2 separate regions of the Strix aluco genome follow, and region 1 is linked to region 2. The links are chromatin contacts, called in public Hi-C maps. All regions are on one chromosome and are shown on one strand. Each heading gives the region's core, a stretch centred on a gene start, on an enhancer-like site or on the middle of the called end of the contact. The rest is flanking DNA. Distances are from core to core; before and after follow the strand shown. Region 1 holds the start of SLC48A1 (solute carrier family 48 member 1). Region 2 holds the start of LOC141915728 (interferon-induced protein with tetratricopeptide repeats 2-like).

The links. Hi-C and Micro-C count contacts between places; a contact is called where the count stands out from the background.
Region 1: a contact with region 2 is called in a Hi-C map of heart, with 8 times the contacts expected there. The contact joins the promoter of SLC48A1 here to the promoter of LOC141915728 in region 2. A contact is called at or near these places in 2 of 2 Hi-C or Micro-C datasets (brain and heart).

The regions. Positions count from the first base shown.
Region 1 is chr27:1,439,256-1,446,500 of bStrAlu1.hap1, reverse strand. It overlaps SLC48A1 (solute carrier family 48 member 1), which reads left to right and starts at 4,520. Exons shown (of 3, transcript XM_074807445.1): 1 at 4,520-4,676. The coding sequence starts at 4,538.
Region 2 is chr27:1,282,095-1,289,217 of bStrAlu1.hap1, reverse strand. LOC141915728 (interferon-induced protein with tetratricopeptide repeats 2-like) reads left to right here and starts at 3,352. Exons shown (of 2, transcript XM_074807521.1): 1 at 3,352-3,485; 2 at 4,358-6,406. The coding sequence starts at 3,481. The coding sequence ends at 5,687.

The DNA.
Region 1 (7,245 bases), core at 3,271-5,770, 160 kb before region 2:
TCTTTAATTAGGCCATGCAAATTCCAGCAGCTTCTAATCATCTTAATCCCGAGGCCAGCTTGAGGTTGCTGTTGCTTCCAACATGTTGGTGACTGCCTGCCCCTCCGCTTGCCCGAGGATGATCCAGACTTATCTTGTCCAAGAATGGACACAGTCACGGACAAGGGTGATGCAGAGGCTCAGGGAATTGTGGAAACCACATCTTCTCTAGCTTAGCATCCCAAAAAAACTGGCAGTCAGCTGGACACGGTGCAGGACTCCGGTGTCCTGGGCAAGGAGAGAGGATCTATAGAGCTCCAGGTTCCTCCATACACACTCAGCTTCTTGTTACCTCCTGCAGATTTGGGGTTTGTTTCTCCGTGGATGGAGAGAACCCCACGTGCTGAGGGGGTGCTGGGGGGATGCTAATCCTGGTGGCACTGCTTTTCCACCTGGGCATCAAGATGCTTTTGCACTGTAACACCCAACTGCTCAAAAAGCTGTTTGCTGCCCAAAACCAGACTCTTTAGGCATTGAGGCGCGCGCTCGTGCCAGCTGCCAGACCTGCTCTCACGGGGCTGGCAGGGATTTGAGGTGCAATCACTTCTTGGGTGCGATTCTCCTGAGCTGGCTGAGATCTTTACCTCGGGATGAGGTGACTCATGCCCCGAAGTGCCCGTTTCTCTCACCGCCGGCCGGCCCAGACACGCACGTCTGCACGGCAGCAGCGTACCGAGGGTGATGTCAACCCCCCCGGGTGCCGATCGCAACCAGCGTCGCCGCTCTCACCCTCTTTCTGACGAAGGGACTCGCACGCTGCTCTCTTCTTCATCGGCTTTCGGTCGGTATCAGCTGCAGCCCAGCGTATTTCTGAGCGTTGATTCTGCTCCGGAGTCCGACCACACGGCAGAGCTGGTACCTGCACCCTTGAGCCGAGCTCCTCCACAGACCCATCCTCAAAACCTGCCCCGTATCTCGGGGTCTCTCCGGGGTCTCCTTGCACCCGCCCATGCCTGGCGCAGAGCTGGGATGTGCTGGCACAGACTGATCTCCCACCAGCTCTTGAGTCCCGTCTGGTGGATGGTTATTAATGCAGGAGAGTTGTTTGCTTCCCATCAGCAAAGGTGAAGGAGCACAACAGAATGGATTTGTTTACAAATCGATGTACATTACATCCACGAGGCCACTTCATTCCACTTTCCAAAGCAGCATTTACTCTTTCCCAGTATTTACCCACGTCGATGTCCTGTTGTTTTCTATGAGAACAGCTGAAGATCTCCTGAACCCATCACCCAGCCTGGAGTCAGATCTACCCCCTTGTGATCTCCAGATCCCTCCTGCAGCCTTTTAAAAGACACATTGACCGTCTCTGAGGTTGGTCTAAGTGATAGACAAGCTCCCAAAAACCTGCTCCCCTTATTATATCTCCCCAAATCCTTCTGGATGACTTTCTGCTGTGGCCTGATCTTCCCTAAATGATCCATCTGAACCTCAATCATCTACGGAAAAACAGACTCTCTTGTTCCTGATCAGGTCGGAGAGGTTTTCTACCTGTAAAAATTTATTCCAAAAAATCGTTTTGTCTCTGGCAGCAGCCGTTCGGGCAGACTCAGCAGAGTTGGGATGACACTACAGAAGTCGTCTCCAAATTTCTGCTGGGTAATTGGCAGAAAGTAGGTGTGAGGAGAGTCTGGGCAGAGAGAACAGAGATGGAGCTGATTTTACCTGTTTTGACACAGAATAGCTGACTGGCGTTTGCTGACGCCGCTTATTGTGCTTTCAGGTACATGCACGCAGCATCTGAATTCCTGCGATGGCTGCAGGAGGCGTCAGGAAAGAGGGTTTTTTGCAGGTCTCAAGACTTTTACGCTAAAAAAACCACTAACAGCAAGTCCCTCCCCCAGCCAAAGGCACCCAGGTCAAGCAGCTCTTTGCAGCCGTCCATGCCAAGGGCGCCGGATATTTTCTTAATGTCGCCAAGTCTCTGAGGACTGTGCTCAGCCCTGGGATGCATCAGGCTGAGGCTCAGCGTTGCTGAACCCAAACGAGCTGCAGGATTATCCACGTTCTCACCAGTGACCGTGACCGATGCGCGTTCAGCATCTCGGGCGTGAGGTGTGCTCGGAATAACGTCCCACGGCGCGGTCCGAGGAATGCCGTTTCTCCTCCGGGCCCTGCGGTGAGCTCCCCCGTGAATTTTTCCGATTCTTCAGCCAAGAATGTGATAAGGCTTCACGGGTCGGTCACACTGCATAAACATTTTCTCCGCTCGCAGATCGCGTGACCTGCTCTTGAACTGGCGGAGCTGAATCCTCAGCCACATCTCTCAGCCCCAATGAACGTCAACATCTGCAGACACGCCGTGACTGTCCTCATCACCATGTCCTCCAGAAAACGAGGATCCTCCACATCCTCCCCATGTTCTCTGATGGTTTATCACTTGGTCCCCTCCACTCAGCACTCATTGCACCGCAACTGGATGCTGTGTCCAGTTTTGGGCCACCAATATGAGAGACATCAATGAACTGGAGTGAACTCAACGGAGACGGTTGGAGGCTGGAGCATGGCTGGAAGCTGGAGCTTCTCCATGAGGAGAAGCTGCGGAAATGGGGTTTCTTCAACCTAAAGAAAAGTCTTGGGGACACGTAATAGCAGCCTTGAGCACCTACAAGGAGGTTATTGAGAAGATGGAGGCAGGTTCTCCGTGGTGGTTCACAGCAGGAGGCTGGAATCGGAGAGGTTCACGTGGGATATACGGAGAAACTCAGTCCTTGAGGCTTTTCAAGAGCTGGCTGGGTGAAGTGAAGGAGGGAAGGGGAGATGTTCAGGGATGTCTCAGGCTGAAAGGGAAGGAGGCTGCTGCCATCTAGAGAAGGGACTCCTCTGCGTGCGGGCACAGCAGCCAAGCTGCGCTCTCCCAGGCCTGGAAAGATCATCTTGGTGGAGACTAAACCCGGAAAATTAAGGAAAAAACATTACGAGCTGGAATAGAGCAAGTAATGGATTCCCAGGCTCTGGGCGGAGCATCCGTCCCCGCCGTCCTTGAGCTGCAGACGATGTGTCGCTTACATAAGTGCAATTAATAATTGATTTGAAATAGGTGGAAAAAGCCCATTCTCGTCTCCATCCCCGCTGCAACTTTCTGCCTCGTGGGTTTAAGTGCAGTGAAACCCAGCAGGTGGCTCAGAAAATGAAAAAATGGTTTAAAAAAAAAAGGAAGGAAGAAAGAAAAAGAGAACAGAAAAGCCCCCAAACTATTTAAGAACTCTTATGAGGTGTCCCCAAAGCCACAATGCCACAACCGAGCAGGATGGTGCTGGTTGAGGAAGGAAAACTCCGCAAGAGAGGAAGGAAAAGCTGCGCAGGGAATGTCCCCAACCCCACGTGCTCCCCCCTCTCCCAGTGTCCCCATGTCCTCATGCCTCAGGTGTCCCCCCCCCAACCCCACACCCTCTGACCCTCCATGTCCCCATGTCCTCTGTGGCTCTTTTGTGTGCCCCCCACATCACCGTACCCCAATCTCCTCATGCCTCCATGTCCCTCCATGTTCTCATGCTCCTGCCGTGTCCCCACACTCTGACGCACCCCGTGTCCCCTGTGTCCCCCAGGTCCCCCCCCCATGTCCTCATGCCCCCCTGTCTCCCCACTCCCCTACGTCCACCCTTGTCCCCCATGTCCCTCTGTGTCCCCACCCCCACACATCCTCCATGCCCACTCCATGTCCCCCCGTGTCCCCACTCCCTATGTCCACCTCTGTCCCACACACCCACTGTGTCCCCACGCCCCCCATGTCCTGTGTGTCCCATGTTCCCACGCCCCCCATGTCTTCCACATCCACCCTGTGTCCCCCCATGTCCCCAATTCCCATATCCACCTGTGCCCCCATGCCCACCCTGTGTCCTCACACCCCCCATGTCCTCCCGTGTCACCTGTGTCCTCACACTCCCATATCCCCCACGCCCACCCTGTGTCCCCACTCCCCATGTCCACCTGTGTCCCCACACCCCCATATGCCCCATGTCCACCCCGTGTCCCCACACCCCCCTATCCCCCACGTCCACCCCGTGTCCCCCTGTGTCCCCACACCCCATGTCCCCCTGTGTCCCCACACCCCATGTCCACCTGTGTCCCCCATGCCCACCCTGTGTCCCCACACCCCCATATCCCCCACGTCCACCCCGTGTTCCCCCGTGTCCCCACTCCTCACGTCCACCCTGTGTCCCCATACTCCATGTCCACCTGTGTCCCCCACGCCCACCCTGTGTCCCCACTCCCCATGTCCCCCTGTGTCCCCCATGTCCCTCTGTGTCCCCACACCCCCACATCCCCCACGTCCACCCCGTGTCCCACCGTGTCCCCACTCCCCATGACCCCCCGTGTCCCCACACCCCCATATCCCCCACGAGCACCCCGAGTCCCCCCATTTCCTCGCCCCCCCCCGCCCCTCCCGCGCCGTGTCCCCGCCCCGGCCGCCCCTCGGTCCGCCCGGCCGCCAGGGGCCGCGCTGGCGCGGGGCGGGGCCGGGGGGCGGCGTGCGGGGCGGCGGCGCAGCGCTCCGATGGCGGTGAGCCGGGCGCTCGCCCTCCGCCTGGCCTACGCGGCGGCCGGCGCCCTCATGGGCCTCTCGGCCTTCTTCACCTGGAGCCTGGCGCCGGCCTTCCGACAGCCCGCCACGGCGGCGGCGGGGGGGCTCTCGGGTACGAGGCGGCGGCGGCGGGGGGGGCGCCGCCGGCTGAGGGAGCTCCCTCAGGGCGGGGGGGGGGGGGGCGAGAAGCACTTTCCTTTGGGGGTGAGGGGCGGTGGGGGGGGTGGCTTCGCCTCAGCGCTGGTGAGGGGGGACAGGGCGGGGGGAGGGTGGGTGAGCCCAGAGCCCCCCTGGGTGCCAGCCCGGGTGTGTGGCGGGGCTCGCCAAAAATCACCAAACGGCCTGAAAATGGGGGGAAGCGACGGTTTGCGCCTGGGCGGTGGGTGCGCGGGGACGGCGTCGAGGCCAGGGCGTGTGGCGGGGCCCTTGGCGCCGTGTTCCGGGAGCGGTGGGGGCGAGGCCGGCAAACCGGGCGTGTGGCATTGAGGGGGGGGGAAAAAGCTCCGTCTAGGGACTAGAGTGGGGGATAATGTTGGATTTTGGGGCTTGGGCGGGCTGCGTTTTGTTTCGGGAAGTTGCAGGTGATGCTTTCCCCATGTACCCAGGAGCTCCCGGAGGGGCTTGTTGTGCCCGTGAGGGAGTGACTTGTGATAAAACTGGTTTGGGACTTCAGCTCACGGTGTCCGGCTGTATTTGCAACTCGAAATGCGAACCTGTGGCTTGTGGGACACGTTAACAGCCTCGATGCTCACTCCTTAGGAAAAAAGGAAATGAATTTGTGTATTTTATAACCCCGCTGCTGGTGTAGATGGAATTGTTCTAGTCTTCTCCTTGGTCCCAAGAAGGTTTTTTGCAACGACATCCAGCAAACTTGCTGTTCGTGGTGGAAAAGCTTCAGCTGGTGATGGTGTGTAACTCGCGGTGCCGTGCAGGGAAAAACCTCTAAAATTGAGGCTGAAATTGCCTGTAAGCCCCAGGCGCTGGCCAGCAAAGAGGATTTTATTTCAGAGTTACAGGTGGAAGCTTTGCTGACTTTCCTAGTAAAATTTTGGTCTGGCAACCTATATTTATGTGTGCTTTGTATTTTCAGAAGAGAAAAACGCCGGCCTCCTGATGTTTAGACTTGCTGAAAGCATCTGTGCCAGACGCTGTGAAATGGGCGTTTGGGCTGCTTGTCGTAGAGGCCAGAAGCTGTAAACTGTAAAAATCGTGAGATTCAGATGCCCGTGCCGGTTGTGGATCTTAGTGAATGACTGTGTTGGGGCAGAACTTAGTCCTCGCTTGGTCTGTCAGCTCAGCAACTCGCGGGTTTCTCTGGCTGAACACCTGGAGGAAGCGTAGAAAGTGAAGTTAAACTCTGGAAAGTCGTAGTGGTGGGTGAGCAATGCCGGTGCTCCCGTGCGCCTCTCGGTGTTGGCTGTGCTGTCAGAGCAGCTGCGAGGCGCAGGGTTGTGGTTGTCTCTCTGCTTCCTCCAAAAAGCTTTAATTCCAGCTGGAGTTGGAATTAAGCAGGGATCTTCCAACCCTTTGCTTTACTAGGTGGCACAAGGAAAGTTGGAGTGTTGTACCCCAAAAATGCGCAACAAAAGAGCGAGTTAATATTTTATGCTGTATGCACGTGCTGTCTTTGTGTTCACAGAGGAATTTCGGAAATCTGTGTTCTAGAAGGAGGCTGCTGAGAAAGCAGAGAGAGGAACCAGCTGGTACTTTCTGTGCTGAAGTTACTCAGATTATTGTCTGCTGGGAGAATGAGGTTTGTGCGCTGGTTAATGACCGGGGGGGTGATTCAAGCTAGTTAAAATAACAAGGAGCAAGGTAAGCAAGAAACAAAAAATGCTCATTTGTTAGGTTGGGCTCTGAATTGGTGTGCTCTCAAATATCCAGTGAAGTGTATGTAGGTGGAGTCACAAAGCCTGAGAAACAGATTAAGAAACGTGTGTTTTGGTGTTAGAGCTGATTTAAGCTCCTGTCATCTGAAATTCATGGCTGCTTTTTCCTGCCCTTCTGCTTCGCTTTTCTGCCCCTCAATAGGTGAAATACTCTCCAGACATTGGAGATGAGACTTTTATTTTAGGCTCCCACCCCTGAGCTGAAGATCTGTAGCGTGCTGTCTCCCAGACGTTGTTATCCCCACGACGGAGGGGCCAGGGAGGAGCTGGAGTAAAACCCCTCGTGTGCGGGGAGGACCTTTTGAATTTGTTCTGCTGCCAGGCGTACGTTAAAGTCGAGTTGTGCCCTCAGTTCATTGCTAAATCAACATTTCACGTCCTGCCCACTGGAGCCTGCACGGGTAGAGAGCTAAGTGCTTGTTTAGTCGTGGGGGAGTAGCCAAAAAAAAGCCGTTTTTTCCGTGCGTTGAAGCTAAGGCTACTTGCTAAAGTAAGATTGTTCTAAGAAAAAAAATTACGGTGTGTAGGAGCTTTGCGTTGTGCTTAGACACTGTGGATACTCCAGGTAAGCAGGGCGTTCACTTGGTTTCTGGCGTGCCTTGTTAAATCATCTGGATTTTTATCATAACGTGCTCACTAGAACTTACGTCTACGGGTGGAGAATGGCAGGAAACGAAGTGGGCGAGCGGCTGAAATCTTCCGCCGCGCAGCCATTGCAAAGTTAATTGTCGGGCATTGTTTTGTGCCCTTTAGTCTACTAATAAACCCGTTGCGACTTTCTGCACGTTGTCC
Region 2 (7,123 bases), core at 2,103-4,602:
CTCGCGTCCTACAGCTCCTCGGTGGAAACCCTCTGCCATCTGCCGGCACAAACCGCTGAAGGAGAGCCTGGGGATAGAGCGACTGTCTTACGGTATAGGACAACAGGCATCTCCGAAGTACAGAAGCCCCTGTCTGGGCGAAATGTTACCTAGTTTGGTCTCGGAAAAGACACTGCAATCCTCTGCATACCCTCTGGCTCCTGAGCAGGTGGAGAGCCTGGGCTTTCGTCAGCGCAGGGGTTTGTCCAGCGACCAGCAACGCTGCGGATCAAACGCCTCTGTGCAAGTGTTGCTACTCCAGCACGACTCTGCTTTCGCCACCTTCGCCCCCGGAGGAGCGTGTACGTCCCCACGCAGAACTGCAAGTGGTGCAGCCCGGAGCAGCAGAGCCGACGTGATCTGAAAAGGTGTAACAGAGACGGGAACCACCTTTCTGTTCCCTGTTCTTACTCCGAGAAGCCTCACCTGTACTTCGATGCCAAAGGGGAAGTTTTAGCTGCGATTAACAAAAGATTTTAAATATTCAGCCAGGACTCAAACTCTGTCAGGGAAACCCTGCTGCTGCACCTCAGTGTGGTTTTAGTTCTGGCCGTTGCTGCTCAGCTGAAGCTCCCTGCGACGTCCTAACCCCGCAGGCACAGTTTTCAGAGCAGCTTTTCCAGGCTCTGCCCCTCCTGCTTCCCACTGCAGATGACTTTGGGGGTTCAGAGCCCCTTCATTGTGCCCAACAAGAATCAGGCTGAGTCCGGATTTTTGTTCTTCCTTTTCCTGCTTGATAAAGGGCTGTGAGCCTGCTGGCCCTCTCTGCATTTCCTAATCAGTTCATTTGGTCTTATAAAGATTATTTATTCCTACAGCCCACACCACGTCTCTCTACTGCTAGATTATGGCAAGTACAATAGCTGTTACAAAGGAAGATGAAAACCAGGGCTCAGCCGTCCAGTCTTGCCCAGTAACAGCCCGCTGTGGGTAAAGGAACAGACTCGGGAGGAAGACAAGCAGATTCCTTTCCAAGGCAGCGAGGGGGGTTACAGTACCGGGCTGGTTCAAGCCCCCTCCGCTCCCGAGCAGGCAGCAGAGGAACTTTGTGACAGACGGGTGTTTTTCCAAACTCGGGAAACGTCTGGGCCAATAAACCAGGATTTCCTTTCAATCAGCTCAGAGAATTCGATCAGCATTACTTGATGTAACGTAACCGGTTTGGAGCCAAGGACTGTTTCCATGCTCTCTCCATAGCTATTTGTATTTTTCTTCTCTGCGTCTTATTGCAGCTCTTTCGCTTTTCCTTCCCACCGTTTATCTTTCACAACACCAAGCCTTGCCTGTACTTCCTGTTTGGCTCTGTGGTTAGTAGTTTTCTCATTTGCTGTTATTTTTGACTTCCATCCAAGCTTTGTATGATATTAATAGCTATTTCACAGAACCGTAATCTTCCTCAAAGCAGTCCTAATATTAGCAGGAGAAAGAGCCAAGAGCCACTGCCGAGGCCTGAGGGACTCGAGCTCTGAATTTCTCCTCGGTTCTGCCAGCGCTGCCCACAGCCCAGCTCAGCCCCTGCCCCAGGGAGTCAAAACTTCTGTCCATCGCCCGACTCACACGGCCCCATCCTGGCCACGACAGGCAACAGAGAAGCAGCTTGTGCAAGCCAAACCGCACAGAAAGAAGATGCTTACGTGGGGATTCAAGAATTAGAACTTACTGGTAGTCTAATTAATGCCTCGGTCTAATCGAGATACAGCAATCACTTACCATTCATCCAGTTACAGCAGTGCTAACAACTAATACCCAAATTACTCAATTTCTTTTAAAGGTTGTCAGTAATAGGAAAAAAAGCAAACACAATAGGCAAAAATATCTGCGCCATCGCTCTAATGATAAATTCTCCCTTCTTCCTTTGCATTGCTGCAGCGACTCGTCAGCATCCTGAGGGGGGAAAAACGAGAGTGATGGGTTGATTGTTTATTCCTCCTCAGTTCAGGGTCTACTTGGAGCTGGTTTCAATATATTTTCCATTACTCTCTATACTTGCATCTGTCTTCAAAGACCTGCAATTCCATGTTACATCCAGATATAGTGTGCATCCTGTGTTTTACCTATATTTTTTCTGTTACTGTTGTCCCAAAATTTGGGTTCTTTGACCCAGCATGCCACGAGCCAAAGACCACACAGAGTGGAGATGTTTATTTAATCCGCATCCGCGTAGAGACGGGTGCCAGGTGGCAATCCCACAGCGCTAGCCCACCGCACACCGGCAAGCGACGTGTTTATACACCTCAAACTACTGGAACGCAGGTTTCAGGCAGTGACCAGTGGTTGGTTTGTTGTCACTCTGTTCCTCTTGGTTACCAACATGTCCTGGCTCCGTTTAAAGCCACGGTGTCCTTGCATCATTCTGTGCAAACACAAAGGGTGGGGGTCATACCTGAGTAGGGGGCTGTTTCTCATCAAGAGGTGTGGTTTTGTCACATGACAATGAGCTAAATTCATCTAAAGGAGACAGCTTGGGCAAGTCTCTATGGTATCTCTGAGCACATGACCAAGAGAGGTTTCCTTGTTCCTGGATTCAAGGTTCTGTTCCTTTATCTTCTTCCTTCTGCAAGGCTCTACTATCTTTGAGCCTGTTATCCCCTCCCAAAGCCTTGTCCTGTGAAATGCTTCTTTTGTTTTAATCTTTAACCTTTCATCATTACCTCTAAGACCGGTTTCTGTCACCTGCCAAAACTGCTCTTCAGTAATCAGCTCTGGATCACCGAGGAGTCACCAGTAGCCCTGGGGCCACCCCCTGCTCAGTGACCGTCAGCACCACTCGCTCCTCACGGATTTATCACGGGCACAGCCCTTGTACCTCCCGGTTACACAGAACTGCAAATTCAATTGCTAAAAATCAAGTGGGTAACAGCCACCTTGTTGCTAGGCGGTCGCTGTTACAGGTGAACAAGCTAAACAAACCACACCACGGCAGATCCAGGCGGGTCAGGGCAGATCCAGGCAAAACCAGGCTGACAAGCCCCAGTGCCAGGGTCCTACAGAGCCTGTGGCCTTTCAACAACGGCAATGTCGTATTTACATTCCGTAGCCCATTATCCTTCTCTTCTCCCACCTCAGCCCTGTTACTTTTGAAAAGCTTTAATGCTCACAAAGTCCTTTTCAGCGGGGAGAAGGTCTCGAGGGCTGAGTTCAGATCCTGCGGCTCTGGCCACTGGATTTCCTTTCTTGTTTATCCAGGCCTCAGCCCCATTTTGTGAAAGGAAGATACCAGCTTCAGGACGACCAGAATAGTTTCTTTCCTGTGTTAAGCTTTTCTCTTCCAGTTTTGTTTCACTCAAGAGACATTTTTTAATCAGACCCCGGCCAGAAGTGCTATCTCTGTTTGAGTCAACAGCTTGCAGAGCCGGTACTACCCAGCGTATCCGCCGCGGCGTGGAAGAGGCGCAGCCCCAGCCACCGCTCCCGGACGGTGACACTACACCCACGGCATCAATGAGGTGAGTGCACAGTTTCTATTCTCGTAACAGCTCCCAGAAAAAGTGGGTTTGGGTTGCCAAGGCTCAGCAGAGTGTCCTTGTTCAGAACCACAGGATGGGCAAGGTTGGAAAGGACCTCAGGAGTCACCGTGTCCACCCAGAGCAGGTTGCCCGTGACCACGTCTGGACGGGATTTTGAGTATCTCCAAGGATGGAGGAGGCTGCACAACCTCTCTGGGCACCCTCTGCCCGTACTCTGTCATCCTCACAGCTCAAAGAAAAGCTTTCAGTTTGTGCCCATTGCTTCTTGTCCTGGCTCTGACTCTGCACCCTCCCTGCAGGTATTTATATACATTTCTAAGACTCCTCCGAGCCTTCTCTTCTCCAGGCTGAAGAGTCCCAGTTCTCAGCCTTTCCTCACATGCTCTGGGCCAGTATCTTCATGGCCCTTTGTTAGACTCTCTCTTCATTGAGCCATCTCCTGCAGCACCCTTCAGACAACGGCACAGCCCCCATTTCCTCCTCCTGGGGAGCTCAGAAGGTTTGATCCTGTGGTTTTGGCTGGCTCTACTCTCCCTTGCTCACAGCTCAGCCCAGGGCCTTTGTCTTAGGTAAGATGAAAGAGCAGCCCTGGCTCCAGGCACTGGTGACTCCCCTTTGCAGAAGAGCAAGCCAGGAATGAAGCCTCCCAGACGGTGCCCTGAAAATGGGCTGATCAGAACAAAGATTTACAAGTTTTTTAGCAGTTTGAGCGCAAGGGACACACAGAGCAAGTGGGGAGAGCCCCATCCTCCACCCCTCCCTCCTTTTTGTTTCCTGTACAACCAAGAGCTCCCTGTGGGTATCACCCCCCACACGCTGCCTCTTCATAACCCACATATTCCTCTTTGTAGCAACGAGCAACTGAAGGAGAAGCTGGATGCCCTTCAATGCCATTTCACCTGGCATTTGAGCGTAATGGGCCACGTCGAACCTTCCCACGTCCTGCAGAAGCTGGCTGTTGAAATCAAGCACACAGTCCACCCAAACCGGGCAGCTCTCCTGGGGCTGCAGGCGTACCTGCACCAGCTGAAAGGCCAGGACGGAGCAGCTCTACAAAGCCTTAAAGATGCTGAAGAGGAGCACGAGAGACCAGGCGAGCAGCCCTTGAGAGCACACGCGTCCACGGCCGGGTCTGTGGTTATCTACGGGAATTACGCCTGGGTTCACTACCTCCAGGCCTCTTATCGGGAGGCTGAAAGCTACCTGGAACGGATTGAGCGGCTCTGCCCGGCTCCCTGGGACGCACGGCTGATCCCGTACATCCAGGCCCAGAAGGGCTGGTCCCTCTTGGCCATCAGAGCCCGTAACGGGGAACGGGCCAGAGAGTGCTTTGAGGTGGCGTTGATGCTTGAGCCGGAGAACAGAGATTTCCACGCTGGGCTCGGAATGGCTCTTTATTTCTCCTGTTGTTACTTCTGGTATCCTGACATTGCAGGGAGAGCCAGAATGCAATTGGAAAGAACCATCCTTGAGCAGCCAAATAACTACAGAGCCAAGATATATTTAGCCAAGCTACTTGAACAAGTGGATATAGAAAGATCAATTGGGTTGATAAAAGAAAGTGCAGAGAAAAGCTCCGATCCTGATGTCCTCAAAGCTTCAGCTTTGTTCTGGCTGCGACGACGGTCCACAGAGAAAGCAGCTGAGGTATTACAGCGAGCCCTGCGGCCGGATCCAGGTTACCACCTTCTCTACCAAACCCTGGCCAAGTGCTATAAGCTACAGTGGCTTAACGCAAAGGAAGAAGACAAGAATAATATATTGGAGGCAGCTATCAAGGACCTCAAGCAAATTCTTCAGAAACATCCAGACCTTGAGCTCGTGTTTGCAAAGCTGCAATTAGCAGAGCTCTGTGGTGCAAGAGACCCAGCACAGGAAGAGAAGATCTACAAGGACCTGGAGAAGAGAAAGGACACCCTGAGCCCCAAAGGCCTTCAAGCCCTTAATCTCTACTGGGGAAGGTTCTTCCTCTACCAGAAGAAATCATTAGATGAAGCAAAAGCAAAGTTTATGGATGGTTACAAAATTCCCCTGATGACGAGAGAGAGGAAGGAGTGTGGGCAGAGGCTGATAAAGATGGCGCGGCACTGCCCCCGTGACGAGGCCGATACCTTCTACCGCTTCATCGACGAGACCGACCGCCACTTGCCCGCTGAATTTGCTGGAACTGATCTAGACTGACAGCGGGAGCCCCAGTGCAGAGAACGCAGGATATCCTTCCGCAAAGCTAGAAGGCATCAAGGACTAGTGTCTGTCTGTCCGTCCCTCCCACAGCAGGCCCATCGCCTCACAAGGGCTCGATCAGCTCCTCGGACCATCCCCGTGCCCGTTCACAAAACACAGACCTGGGTGACTGCGCTCAGTCCTGCTTCGGCGAGGAGGGAATGAAAACAGCGGTGAAGAACTTGGCTTAGGGGGTCTGAGCACAAGCCTTTGCAGGTGTAGACCTGTGTCACTCCCATGGCAGGGCTGTAGATCAGAATTAAGTGCCGATTAGGGCAGCGTGAGAAATTAACTCTCTTCAATTACCAGATTTCTATCATTTGCACAAATAAGCAGATGGCTTCCTCCACAAGGTCACTGAGTGCGGAGGGGCCGTGATGAGGGTGAAGCCCTTGTGTTCAGGACAGAGATGGTCCCTGGGCTGTCCACCTGCTTAAAACACAAATGTAGCAAGAGCTAGCTGCTAATTAAGGAGCATATAGTTAATTGTATGCACATTAATCCTTTGAAGTGTGTGTGTGGGCTCACCCCTGTGAGCATAAAACAGGGGCTTTGCTTTCTTGCATTGGTACCCACTTAAGAGGAATTGCTAGGACCAACATATTCATCCCTGTGTCTGGGGCCAAAGTGAAGCTTTTAATATTCTTCAATCAATAAATATTCCAGATTCTTTTCCACATGATGTCTGGTGTCTTCTTGCAGCCTAAAGCAACCGGAGCAGGGACTGCCAGAGACACACCCTGTGTTCAGTTCTCAGTACCCCTGGGTTCAGCTCTTCCTCTGCACGGTCCCCTCTGCTCCCAGATCCCACTCTGGGAGGGGTGGGCACCCCCCGGCCCAGCATTGCAGGCACCTTCCCAAGCAGCAAACAACTGGGGGTGGCTTGTGAGGGTGTCCCCAAGCCCCATCCGTCCCCACAGGGACCAGGGCAGGTCCCACTGCAAACACCCCAGTTTCTGCTCCAACAAGGACCAGGCAAGGACCCAGTTTGGGAGATGATGGTCCAGAAAAGGCCAAGTGTGTCCAAGACACGGGATCTGGGGGAGGGGAACACGCCTCAGTGCCTCTCACGCAGATCTGGTGTGTGTGAGGGGCCAGAAACACCCACCTGCCCAGGGGGAAGGGGAGCAGCAGCCCCCCAGCTCCTGCAGTGGGTCAGAGCTGGGGTGCAAACACGGCCAGAGAGGACTTCACCCTCCAGCCCCTGCAACCAAGGGGCAGAGAGACAACCCAGGCCACCACGTTCAGCCCAGGCTATTTCACCTCCTGCTACAATACTGAGGAGCAAAACTGTTGTTCTCCTCCCTCCTCTGGACCCATCAGCCACAGCCCAGTGCTTGATCCTGCACCCCAGAACCTGCACTTGAGGACAGCACCTCGCTCCACAGGCCCTG